Linked DNA regions of Triticum aestivum: region 2 is linked to region 1. A link is a contact called in public Hi-C data. All regions are on one chromosome and are shown on one strand. Each heading gives the region's core, a stretch centred on a gene start, on an enhancer-like site or on the middle of the called end of the contact. The rest is flanking DNA. Distances are from core to core; before and after follow the strand shown. Region 1 holds the start of LOC123119638 (polyubiquitin). Region 2 holds the start of LOC123119642 (heparanase-like protein 1).

What was found. A called contact is a pair of places that touch in the nucleus more often than the background predicts.
Region 2: a contact with region 1 is called in a Hi-C map of leaf, with 8 times the contacts expected there. The contact joins the promoter of LOC123119642 here to the promoter of LOC123119638 in region 1. A contact is called at or near these places in 2 of 5 Hi-C or Micro-C datasets (both in leaf).

The regions. Positions count from the first base shown.
Region 1 is chr5D:92,548,394-92,555,273 of IWGSC CS RefSeq v2.1, reverse strand. LOC123119638 (polyubiquitin) reads left to right here and starts at 5,573. Exons shown (of 3, transcript XM_044539500.1): 1 at 5,573-5,822; 2 at 6,625-6,836. The coding sequence starts at 6,625.
Region 2 is chr5D:93,148,386-93,155,109 of IWGSC CS RefSeq v2.1, reverse strand. It overlaps LOC123119642 (heparanase-like protein 1), which reads left to right and starts at 4,020. Exons shown (of 10, transcript XM_044539504.1): 1 at 4,020-4,368; 2 at 4,996-5,247; 3 at 5,339-5,375; 4 at 6,307-6,490; 5 at 6,713-6,724. The coding sequence starts at 5,038.

The DNA of each region.
Region 1 (6,880 bases), core at 4,324-6,823:
TGATTAATACAGTAGCTTAATCATGTGGACACACAAAAACAGTAGGGGTAAATATTGTGTTGTCTCCCAACAAGCGCTTTTCTTTAATGTCTTTTTAGCTAGGCATGACGATTTCAATGATGCTCACATAAAAGATAAGAATTGAAACATAAAGAGAGCATCATGAAGAATATGATTAACACATTTAAGCCTAACCCACTTCATATGCATAGGGGTTTTGTGATCAAACAATTTATGGGAACAAGAATCAACTAGCATAGGAAGATAAAACAAGCATAACTTCAAAACTTTTAACACATAGAGAGGAAACTTGATATTATTGCAATTCCTACAAGCATATATTCCTCCCCCATAATAATTTTCAGTAGCATCATGAATAAATTCAACAATATAACCATCACATAAAGCACTATTTTCATGATTCACAAGCATAGAGTTTTTATTACTCTCCACATAAGCAAATTTCTTCTTATGAATAGTAGTGGGAGAAAACTCAACAAAATAACTATCATGTAAGGCATAATCCAATTGAAAATTAAATTCAAGATGACAAGTTTCATGGTTATCATTATTCTTTATAGCATACATGTCATCACAATAATCATCATAGATAGCAATTTTGTTCTCATAATCAATTGGAACCTCTTCCGAAACAGTGGATTCATCACTAAATAAAGTCATGACCTCTCCAAATCCACTTTCATCAATATAATCATCATAAATAGGAGGCATGCTTTCATCATAATAAACATTCTCATCAAAACTTGGGGGACTAAAAATATCATCTTCATCAAACATAGCATCCCCAAGCTTGTAGCTTTGCATATCATTAGCATCATGGATATTCAAGGAATTTATACTAACAACATTGCAATCATGCTCATCATTCAAAGATTGTATGCCAAAAATTTTATTGCATTCTTCTTCTAACACTTTGGCACAATTATCGGAATCCTTATTTTCATGAAAGACATTAAAAAGATGCAGCATATGAGGCACCCTCAATTCCATTTTCTTTTTGTAGTTTTCTTTTATAAACTAACTAGTGATAAAACAAGAAACTAAAAGATTCGATTGCAAGATCTAAAGATATACCTTCAAGCACTAACCTCCCCGGCAACGGCACCAGAAAAGAGCTTGGTTGACGGGGTGTTAGTACCGCTTACCTAGCCTCCCCGGCAACGGCGCCAGAAAACAGCTTGATGTCTACTACACAACCTTCTTCTTGTAGACATTGTTGGGCTTCCAAGTGCAGAGGTTTGTAGGACAGTAGCAAATTTCCCTCAAGTAGATGACCCAAGGTTTATCAATCCGTGGGAGGCGTAAGATGAAGATGGTCTCTCTCAAACAACTCTGCAACCAAATAACAAAGAGTCTCTTGTGATCCCAACACACCCAATACAATGGTAAATTGTATAGGTGCACTAGTTCGGCGAAGACATGGTGATACAAGTGCAATATGGATGGTAGATATAGGTTTTTGTAATCTGAAAATATAAAAACAATAAGGTAACTAGTAACAAAAGTGAGCGTAAACGGTATTGCAATGCTTCGAAACAAGGCCTAGGGTTCATACTTTCACTAGTGCAAGTTCTCTCAACAAGGATAACATAATTAGATCATATAACAATCCCTCAACATGCAACAAAGAGTCACTCCAAAGAGTGCGCCAAAGTTTCTACCGGAGAGTCAAGACGAAAACGTGTGCCAACCCCTATGCATAGATCCCCAAGGTCACGGAACCCGCAAGTTGATCACCAAAACATACATCAAGTGAATCAATAGAATACCCCATTGTCACCACAGGTATCCCACGCAAGACATACACCAAGTGTTCTCAAATCCTGAAAGACTCAATCCGATAAGATAACTTCAAAGGGAAAACTCAATTCATCACAAGGAGATAGAGGGGGAGAAACATCATAAGATCCAACTATAATAGAAAAGCTTACGATACATCAAGGTCGTGCCATATCAAGAACACGAGAGAGAGAGAGAGAGAGAGAGAGAGAGAGAGAGATCAAACACATAGCTACTGGTACATACCCTCAGCCCCGAGGGTGAACTACTCCCTCCTCGTCATGGAGAGCGCCGGAATGATGAAGATGGCCACCGGTGATGATTCCCCCCTCCGACAGGGTGCCGGAACAGGGTCCCCGATTGGTTTTTGTGGCTACAGAGGCTTGCGGCGGCGGAACTCCCGATCTAGGTTTCTTTTCGGGGGTTTCTTTATTTATAGGAATTTTTGGCGTCGGTCTCACGTCAGGGGGGGTCTCTGAGTCATCCACGAGGCAGGGGGCGCGCCCAGGGGGTAGGGCGCGCCCTCCACCCTCGTGGATGGCTCGGGACTCTTCTGGCCCAACTCTTTTACTCCGAGGGCTTCTTTTGGTCCATAAAAAATCATCAAAAATTGGCACGTTAGTTGGACTCCGTTTGGTATTCCTTTTCTGTAAAACTCAAAAACAAGAAAAAAAACAGAAACTGACACTAGGTTAATAGGTTAGTCCCGAAAATCATATAAAATAGCATATAAATGCATATAAAACATCTTAGATGGATAATATAATAGCATGGAACAATCAAAAATTATAGATACGTTGGAGACGTATCATACCTCCATGCGCTCAGATTGTGAACAGCTTTTTCTTGCGTGTTCAACTGCTATATGCGTATATATCTTGCTCGCCATTGAGGCGACAGCGGAGCGCTCTGCTCGCGTCCCTGCGCGCGCGCTTTGCAGCGGTTGGGGCCTGCGCACGATCATGTTGGGGGCCATATGCATGCGGTTGCGCCGCGCGCGTCGCCACGATGCAGTTACGTGCGACACGATGGAGTTACGCGCTGCAAATTAGAATTGCCATCCGGGCGTGCGGATATTCCAGGTCGTCTGGCTTCCCAATTAATTCCGCGGCCATTATAACCTTAGTCTCTTCAACCTTTCGATCTCGCCCCACAACACAACAAGCACACCCACGACGACACATACAGAGAGGATATCTAGCGGCGCTCCAATGGAGTTTGGTGAGCATAAAGTGGAGACCTACGCCAGGGAGACGGATCTCTCGGTGGTGTACACCATCGACTCGGCCGTGGTCGAGGACTACATCAACACCGTGGAGCAATTGCTTGCTCGAGACAAGTACATGGTGGTTGGCATCGACCTCCCGTACACCGGCGGTCGTCCTGGCAAAGATCAGAAGGTTGTTGTCGCCCAGTTGTGCGTGCGCCATCATGTCCTCATCTACCACTACTGCATGGCCACAGAGCCTTGCGACCGTTTTGTCAGGTTTGTCAAACCGACTACACGTTCGCTTTTGTGGAAACCTCCAATGATATAAAAGCGCTCAAGGTTACGGGCTTGGCCTGCAAGAACCTTGTCAAAATCCGTGACCACTACAGGGTCTGGGGCAGCACGAAGAAGGACTCACTGGTTGAAATCGCCTCGGCCATCATCGACCCCTACTACAAAAAGATGAAGCGGGATGCCAACGGAACAAGTCCCATATCCTGGCACGGGGCCTGGACGCGGCAACTGGATGAACCTCACCTCAAGTTCGCGGCCAAGAGCGCGTACACATGCTACGAGATGCACAGGCGGGTCCTTGACATGAGGAAGTGCCTCGTTACCGAAATCGACGAGGTGGGATCGAGCCACAAGCAAAGCAGTAGTGGCAAGCGTCACAAGAAGTAGATGATGATCAGATAATCATTTATCCTAGTTAATTATGCATGTAATAATTTGGTGTGTGGAAATGTCATGTGTGTAGTAGCCACCTATGTAATTATGCATGTAATAGTTTACTTTGGTGTGTGCAAATGTCATGTGTGTAGTAGCCACCTATGTAATTGGATGTTTAATTTGATTATGCAATCATGTCCTTATAAGCGTGTGTATATATGTTGTTGTTCTGTATGCAATCTCATCGCACAACACACACGTCTTATTAGCAGCAATCGTCTGTGTTATTATTGATATTCGCACACATTTCTGATTATAGACATGTTTGCCACGTATCACGCACATCTTGTTAAATTGAACCGTTTCTGTTCTCTTGGCTCAACGCAAACAATTCACCCGAGTGAACTGTTTGCCCTCTATCGCACACACCTTGATTTGGCTGACCGTTTCTTTTGTTCCGCCTAATCACAAACAGTTCATCGGAGTGAACTGTACGTCGTATATCGCATACACCTTCATCTGGCTGCCTGTTTCTGTTGTTCTGCCTCATCACAAACAGTTCATTGTACTGAACTGTATGCCTCGCGTCGCACATGCAAAAATCCAAATCGTGTTTGATGTATCCGCCATCGCAAACGTTTTGCATCTTTTTTGACGGTTTTTTACATCACCATTTGCGATTATTGCATCGCACACAGTTTAGTCGAAGGGTCCTTGATTGTCATGTCGCGTTAGCAGCATCCTACGGTAGTGAAGGCATGCCCCGTGAGTGGCATCGACATGCAAGACATGGTATACATGCGCCCCTCTTTGTTTCCATTCCCGTTATGCTTGCATATCCATTTCGCATGTCCATTTGCCCATATGCTTGCATGCTATTCATTTGTAGGCATTTCAAGCTTTGGAGGCATTCAAGGTCCAACATGACGGCAAGCCTTTCAACCTCTCCCATTGCTGGATGGTCATCAATGGGGAGGAGAAGTTCAAGGCGCAATATGCCGCCCTCATGGCGCGTGGGGGGAAGAAAGCCGTGGAGGAGGTTGGGGAGGGTGAAAAAAGCCACGGCCGTGGGAGAAGACCAACTCCAAGAAGGAGGACAAGCAAGATGCGGTGTCGATCGCCTTGCTCGCAACCGTGAAGGGCAGGATAAGTAAGGACTCAAGGGAGGAGAAGCGTCGGCAAGACAAGGAAGAGCAAATGAACGCCTTCATGGAGATCCAAAGATGGAGGCTTGAGATGGAGGCGGAGAAGCAAGCCAAGATGCTCGCGATCGAGGCCGCCAATGTGGACCTCAACACCGTGTTGCCGAGGAAGAGGCCCTGGTTCGAGAAGATGCAGGCCAACATGTTCAAGTTCGACGACGAGTGATCTATGGCGGCGAGCGCCATCCTTTTTGTATGCCGGCAAGTGTGCTGGCATGACCACGACCGAGATGGCGTGGTCGAATTCCCGCCCATTTTATGTGTGTTGGCATGTGTGCCGGCCGCTGGCAAGTCCGCCAGCATGAACTGTGGTGGTTTTCTTGGTGGCTGGCATTGTATGTCGGCCGCAGGCATGATGCCGGCATCAACTTTGGACGACGGCATGGCCGATGGCATGATCTATAGCCATGAGCCTTTTTCGAATTTATGCGCGGACATGAAATGGGTCGCGGAGTTGGGTGCATGGCCGACCCAAAAGAAAAACAAGACGGACGCCGGGCGTCCGACCCAAAAGGACGAAAAGGAAACAAAATCGCTGTCCATTTGAGTCGGCCCATTAAAGTTGTTTTAAAGGATTTTCTTTTCCGAGGAGAAAAGATATTTTTAGGGGTAGAGAAAAGATTCATCAACGGACGGCCGACGTGCACGGACGGTGCTAGCGGCGTGAGCCGGTCACCAACCTTTTTCTATAGCTGGCCAAAACCTTTGATATCTCCGCGGCGGGGTCGCTCTCCTCTCCCTTGCCTTTCCCCGAAATTGCGTGGTGGAGGCCTCGCATCGCTCCCCACCCGTCGTCACCCGTGCCGTAGCCTCACGGGACTCTTCTCCCTTTAAATCCCCATCCCCTCCCGTCTCCTCCACCACTCATCCAATCCTCCCTGCCAAGCGAGCCCCAGAAAGTTTCCGATCGAATCGAAGCCAAGGCTTTCTCGTCCTCCGAGGTACGCGAATCCCAGACCGCGCTCCTCGCTATTATCGTTGATTGATTGCTGTTGATCTGCCCCGTAGTCGGTTGTCGCGAAATCCCTCTCGATTATGCCTGGATTATCGGGTGAATCTGCCGATTAGAGGTGTCTAGTTGATTCCGCTCGTTCCATATAGATTTGTTGATCGATTGCTGTTGATTTGGCTCCGTTGTCGTGAAATCTCTCACGATTATGCCTGGATTATCGGTAGATCTGCCGATTTGAGATGCAACTGATGTTGATTATGTTCATCTAGGCGTATGTAGTTGATTGATTCCGCTCTGTTCCTGCTGAGTCGTTCAGACTTTGTGGCGCTCATGAGCCTTTTATGTCGCACCTATGCGATCTGTCAACGGATATACCGGGGCACATCTAGATGTGCTTTAGCAAAACTGTTTCCTATATTAGTTGTTGGGCCTAGTAGTTGTTTGGAGGATTCGTTCTTGTGCACCGGTTCTGCTCTAAGAGTCAATTGTGTTTGCTTACAATAGTACTGTTGATTTAACTAGATATTGTAGCTTGCTGTGTCAAAACTTGAAATTATCTGTACTTGTGCATCAGTTCTTGTCTGAAAATCATATATATTAACTGATTTTTTTAGCTTGTTGTCAAACTTGAACATCAATCTGCTATCTAATTGTTCCTATTGAGATGTTCACACATAGTTACAATTTCATCCCTCTTGGATCGTGGCTTTCTAGTTCATATATGCTTTATGTTCTGCAGTTTCATGATTACGAGTGCCTTACTATGGTTTTGGTACACTTTATGTTTGCAGATGCAGATCTTTGTGAAGACCCTCACCGGCAAGACCATCACCCTTGAGGTCGAGTCCTCTGACACGATCGACAACGTCAAGGCGAAGATCCAGGACAAGGAGGGCATCCCTCCGGACCAGCAGCGCCTCATCTTTGCTGGCAAGCAGCTTGAGGACGGTCGCACCCTCGCTGACTACAACATCCAGAAGGAGTCCACCCTCCACCTGGTGCTCCGCCTGCGTGGTGGAATGCAGATCTTCGTCAAGACCCTCACCG
Region 2 (6,724 bases), core at 2,771-5,270, 600 kb before region 1:
AACTGGTCTCCACTGAAAATACTAATATACCAAAACAATGTTTGTAGAAGAGAACAACATAATGGACCTTCGAGATCTGGTGGGGGATTGTTGAATTATGAGGTGGGCTTTAGGCCGATCTAGTAATTTCATAAAAATCTCTAAGGGCTCATGTGGGTATTATGACTAGGTGATGGGAAGTTTAGTATCATACCGCTAGTGGAGGAAGAGTTTGACCTCTTTATAAGGGTTCCTCTTCTACATGCTATTGGATCTTGAGAAGAGGAGTGGTTCCCGCGCGCTCCTCCGCCGTTGGCCGCCTCGCAACGCCTCATGTTGCGCGTGTGTCATCTATGAGTTGAGCCGTGCTCATACCTATGTCATATGTGCGCTTATTTTTGCCGGCCAGAAATGGAGAGTCCGTAACAGACGAGACACAAATCTAAGACGTCAGATTGTGGACTGTTGCCGACTCAGACGTGGGTCCAGCCCACGTCTCCCTACCTGGCCGCGCCTATATATTGGAGGCGTTGGCAACGCTAACCACTGCGAAGAATAGATCACATTTGCTATGCTTCCACGTGCAGTGCCCACCGTCGTTCCACTCCCTGCTGCCGCCGGCAATCCCATCCCGTCCACAACATGCACGGTTGTACGAGAGAGCGGGCCTCCGAAATCCCGTCTCTTGAGATCCTGTATGGGAGAGAGGTGATTTGGTTTTTGGGGAGCGTCTCCTACGCGACTGCTTGTCGCCGTTCGTCTACGACCACTACTTCGTCTGCATTCTTATCGCCTTCGTCATCAACATGTCCACCGATGCCAACAAGCTCGCTGCCGAGAAGAAGGCCGCCGAGGAGCCGCCACCGCTGCCGCGGCTTCGGCCTAGCCTGCTGGAGGGTTTAACTCGTTTATCCCACTCCTGTTTATTTCCGTGTGCACAGTACTGGCTATTTACGTAGATACTTGTACTATATGTGTAGTATGTGCCTATCAGATTAGATACCAGTATGTGATCAATAATGTTCATGATTTATTTCTAGATTAATTTAGTTGGAAAATTGCTAATATACTCAATACCACATCGCCACAGAACACCGTCGTCCTGCGTCGGTACCGTTGGGCAGAGAGGAGAAGAGGCCCCGCCGTTGCCGTGTCGACCGGGCTTTGCCCGTCAGCGCCTGCCAATGCGGGGGAGGGAGGAGAGGGAAGGTTGGACCGGTGGCTAGGGTTCCCTCCCCGTCGCTCTCGCGTCGCTCGGACGGAGGGGGAAATAGAGTCTTTAGATGTTTTTCCATGATGATTCCCTCTTCTTCCGTCCTGCTTTGCTGCAGGGTCAGTGGCACCCCAAGTTGACACATTTCGCGTATGCTGAATCAAAATAACATTGCTCCAACTCCTTTTGATCATTTTCTCGCTGGCTTGACTGGACCTTTGACCATGGAGTGGCTGGGTCAAAGCCGGACGCATTCCCTGACCAAGTCGGTCAAAACCAAGACCTATCTGACGTGAAATTCACCTGATGTCCTCCTGCCAAAAAGCAAAACGCGGCCCATTTCACGTCGACCGAGCCCTGATTTAGATTTACACGCAGCCGAAGAGTTCCACGTCCGGCCCAAACTAGCTTCAACTATTTGATGGACCGAACGCAACGGGGAAGTTGGATTTATGTTCTTAATTTCAGGTATTGGCAGGAATTAATCGAGACATCAATGTCTAAGAACAGTGGTGCAGTTGTCTGTCACGGTCGGCCGATGCGGTGAGCAATGGAGGCATCCAAAATTCCAAATAGATCGCTGTTGTTGGATTTATTTGTTTATTTATTTTGAGAAGGATCGCTGTTGTTGGATGTGCATGCCTAGTGTGGCATGCTCTCCATCTGGACCACTCCTCCTACAGTCACCTTATGCCTACGTCCAGACAAAAGCAAGAATCTGGTCAGACCAATTTGAGGAAGAAAAGCATGCGTATGCAGATCGTTGGTGATCAGAGAGACGAGACCTATTGGAGAGGATAGGTTTTGGGTGGCACGATGGTGAGCAGTTCCGAGCATATCCACTCGACAAGCAAGTTGCACCAAGAGGAGGGTGGATAGAAGCTACGTACGTGGGTCACTCCCTCCACTTTTGATTCTGTTGTCACTTTTAATCCGCATTGAAAATGCGTGACGTGGATTAGTTGATCTCTGACTTGGACTTCCGTTCGCCATAGAGACATCACGTCCTCCATTAATCCTTTGATCTTTCTTCAAGTCAGGGATCATTACAAGTTTCCTTTGGCTTTCTTCGCGTGCGCATTATCTAAGATTGATGCTCTCCTTGGCCACCATAAAGTACAAGATTATCATAGTCATGACTCCTTTTTTATTATCATCATGGTCATGACTTTCCTCTTCCTTGTTGTTGTTGTTGTTGGTGGTGGTGGTGGTGGTGCGAGAATCATGGTCATGACTCATGGTAGGATTTTCTTACTAACAATTTTTCACATCCAACTAATTTTGGAACACTCCCATACTTGCTTACTGTTATGTCGTCAACGCCGACGTCATGTTGCAAATGCTTTACATTGGCTGATGGAATGCCATCTCTGGACCCACATGTATGCCACCCCTAATAATACCAACCTCACTACATTATGTTCGCCAACTTTCTCGTACCACTTACCTTTGTCATGGTTTATTGGCCATCTTCGTATTTCGTGCCAAAATTTGATCATAGAATTTATTAACAAAATGTTAATGCATGTCATTAAAAGTTATATCATTGGATTCGTATTTGAGCATAGTTTCCAATGATACTATTTTTTGTGACATGCATTAACATTTTATTAATTAAATTCATGGTCAAAATTTTGCACAAAATACAAAGGGGACTAATAAATCAGGACGAAGGTAGTAGTTGTGCATAATTTTAACCGTATATTTGACTAACAAAATTATAAGTTGTATGTCACAAAACTTATATTGTTGGATCCATATTTGAAAGAGGTTTTGAATGATGTTATTTTTATGGTATATAAATTACTTTTTAGTTAAATTAAAAGGTCAAAGTTCGACCCAAAATAAACCAGGTCAGAGGTAGTAGTAAATGTACACGCGCAATACATGTTGATATTTGGGAGAAAACTAATTGCAGGTTGATATTCGGGAGAAAATTAATTGCATGTTGACATTAGGCAAGATATCAATTACACGTTAATTATATGGATAGTGTTGATATCCATATTTGATATGATATTAATTGCAAGCTAAACATGTTGAGCCCTCGCCGTTGGAGCAATATGGATCGTTGGATTGACATGGTTTGACGGCCGAGGTTTGTTGAATCTGCCCTTTTGGATCTTTTTAGATGATAAGGTTTCCTCTTCCGTCGAACATGTTTTCGCTCATCCCTTCGTCCTCCCTCGGATATCTTTGGTATCCCAATCAATAGCAATAAATTCATGCTTGTAAGCAAATAAATATCAATCAATCCTTATCTTTGATAACCCAATAAAAAGTCAATCAGCAAATAAATATCAGTCAATCCCTTATCTTCGATATAACCCAATAAAGAAGATCAATCACAGACACATATCTATTTTTTCAGTTAAAAAATGACAAAAAAAATATATACTTTATAACCAAATCATAATCCTATTTTATCTATTTTGTTTTGCATGAAAAAATATCCCATGGTCCTCTTATTGTGTTAAAAATAATATTTTGCCCCTGTTAACGCATGGGCACATACCTAGTCTATATCCATATCAATATTGAAAATGCGAGTTACAGAGATCTAACAGATCTCATCCATTCAGCCGCATATATCCAATGGTCAATATTGCCCAATAGCAAAGCAGTAATATTCGGAAAGGGAATCTACTAGCATCACTCTCACATGATCAATCTAATTACTCACAGAAAATGTATTGCCAGTCAATACGAAAAAATAGCTTGGGCTGGGACCACAAAAGAATTCAGTGGCGGGGAGTGAAAACGTGCCCATCTTTTTTCAACTTCTGCAAGAAGCACCATCGTCTTCAGTGTTCAGATTTGGACCGAAGTAATTGGTTTGTCGTCATACCGCTGCTGTTTAATTAGGAGAGGCACAGCTTTCTCCAGGGGGAGTGGCTTCAAAGGGAGATATAAAGAGGACCGGCAGCTACCTCCAGATTTTTCTTCCTTCAAGAATCTCTCTCCCTCTCTCTCTCGGAGAAGCGCCGCTCGACTCTTGGCAACCGCTGACAAGCGGCGCCGGCGACGGCGAGGATCTCCGGGAGAAGGACGCCATATTTTCCTTTGATCCGCTGGGCCCCATTCTGGGACCTGTTGCTCTGTTCTTCAAGCATTCTTTTTCCTGTGACTCTCCGAGCGGGCTCCGGAGCATCCCTTGGCTTGGCTGTGATCTCCAGGTAATTAATGGCCCTCGTCTCCGTTTCCGTTTGCTTCCGCCTTCTCTGCACTGCCTAGCTTGCAAATCTGCAGCAAATCGCCACTGCGCCCGGCTTGGTTTTAGTTGCTTCAATAGATTCGATACTGGTTAGGTGTATGTTGGGAAGGGAGTTGGTGTTGCTTGGTTTCATCCTCTGAACCACTGGTACTAGAGCCGTAGAGCGTGTTCTTGCTCCGTTGGAGGTTCAGATTCGGCTGGGTTTCGATGTGCTCAAATATTTAGCGGAACAGGTAGTACAGGTTTGTAGATCATTTCTTCAGTATCTTTGGGGCAATTTGTTAAAAAATAATAATTTTTAACTTTACTCTCCGATTGATAAAGTTTAAAATCTTGAAAGAAATATGCAAAGTGGAAAACATTTTTTTTAAATGTGAGTTAAAATGGCGTTTCATCAGTGACGAATCTTACATGAATAAAGCCAAGCTGATAATGAATTGACCTGTTAAAACCTGGAAAAGATGACATATGGAAGAAAAATGGACCTGTGGCTGTCACTTTCAGCTATGCCAACAGAGCAGGAATTTGGACCTTTCCATACCAACTAATCACGTTATTTAAAGAGCATGATAAGCCTGAACCGCTCTAGTTGTCTATTTGGTGGACAACATCATTTGCAGGTGGTGGAAGCATGAGGTTGTGGTCTCTCCTTCTTCTCCTTGTTTGCTTGCCTACACTGATCCTGTCGGAAGATTACTCCGACGTAACCGTCATCGTACGGGGCTCCAAGACGATCGCTGCGACCAGTGATGAGTTCATTTGCGCTACCCTTGATTGGTGGCCTCCGGAGAAGTGCAACTATGATCAGTGCCCATGGGGAAAGGCTTCTATCTTGAATATGGTAGGTCCTGAATCCCAATAATACTCTTATTAATCACATGAATTTGGATTTTACGCAAATTACTAAGTTTGGCCTTTCTCCGAATTTCCAGGACTTGACTAATCCGTTGCTAGCTAAAGTTATCCAGGGTTAGTGTTCTGACCGTTGTCAATTGAAGAATTTTCTACTTTTCAGTTACAACTCCCCTATTTTCTACTGTAACTTGTTCCCCCACCTTTCAATGAATGGGTTTTTATCATTTATGCCACTGGTTGTCACTCACTACTCAGTTTTGCCACTAGGAATTTCAACTGCTCAAAAATGCCATCGCTTCGTTAGGTGCATGCTCAAAAATGCCACTCGACACCATGATTGTCAGCTCAAATCTCGTTTGCCATGTCATAATGACCAAAATAACTATAGAGCAACATGTCAGCTCTCCCTCTATCTCACTACAATAAAGTGTGGGTCCAACTTGATCCCAACAACGTTCTTATTTTCTCTTAAATTATTCGCTTGCTTACTCCAAACAAGTGGGTATAGGGTTATTTTTGTCATTACATGGTCAATGAGTTTGACCTGACAATAACGATGTCTGATGGCATTTCTGAGAAAATATCTAATGGAACAATGGCATTTTTTAGATATCTAATGGCATTTTTGAGAAAACATCTCACGGAGCGATGGCATTTTTGAGCAGTTGTAATTTCTAATGACAAAACTGAGTAGTGAGACACAACTAGTGGCATAAATGATAAAAACCCATGAATGAAAAGAAACGCAAAGTCTTTGCGTTTTCTCCGAAAAAGAAAACAACTCCCTATGGAGGCTCAGTTTATTCTTAAATTTTTAGAAGGGTAAAATATCCTTGTGAGTCATTTACAACCTAGCATCTAACAATAATTGAGCTGCCACTGAAATATCCTTGTGAGTCTTCACTTCGCAAGTTTTTCCTTTTTTTGTGTAGCTAGTTTCTTCACTTTTTTGTTTACCGTCTTTTCATAACGGTCTAGTTTATGGTCTTGATGGCACCTCATCTTCTTCCCCTGATGAATATTTCTGCCGAATTTATTCTTGTAGCTTTTAGCCCACTACGCATCAGAGTCGGAGGCTCCTTACAAGATCAAGTGGTATATGAAACACCAAATTTAGGATCTCCATGCAGACCATTTACAAAGGCTTCAAGTGGCTTGTTCGGATTTTCTAAAGGATGCATAACCATGGAAAGATGGGATGCAATGAATGATCTGTTCCTCAATACAGGGTGAATGCCTTTGCCAGTTGCTTATCTTTAGGAATTTCCATCTATATTTTCTTCTAAGCGAGTTGTGATTGATTACATCAGACTTCTGAACATGCAACATATATTATGGGATAAAGTATTAGTGCACTAAAAATACCCCCATCATCTTTCTTTTAAAATTTTAGCAGCGTATAATAATATATGCAGTGCATTTTCTAATTATTTTTTGTTTAATTCCTTCAGTGCAGTTATTAC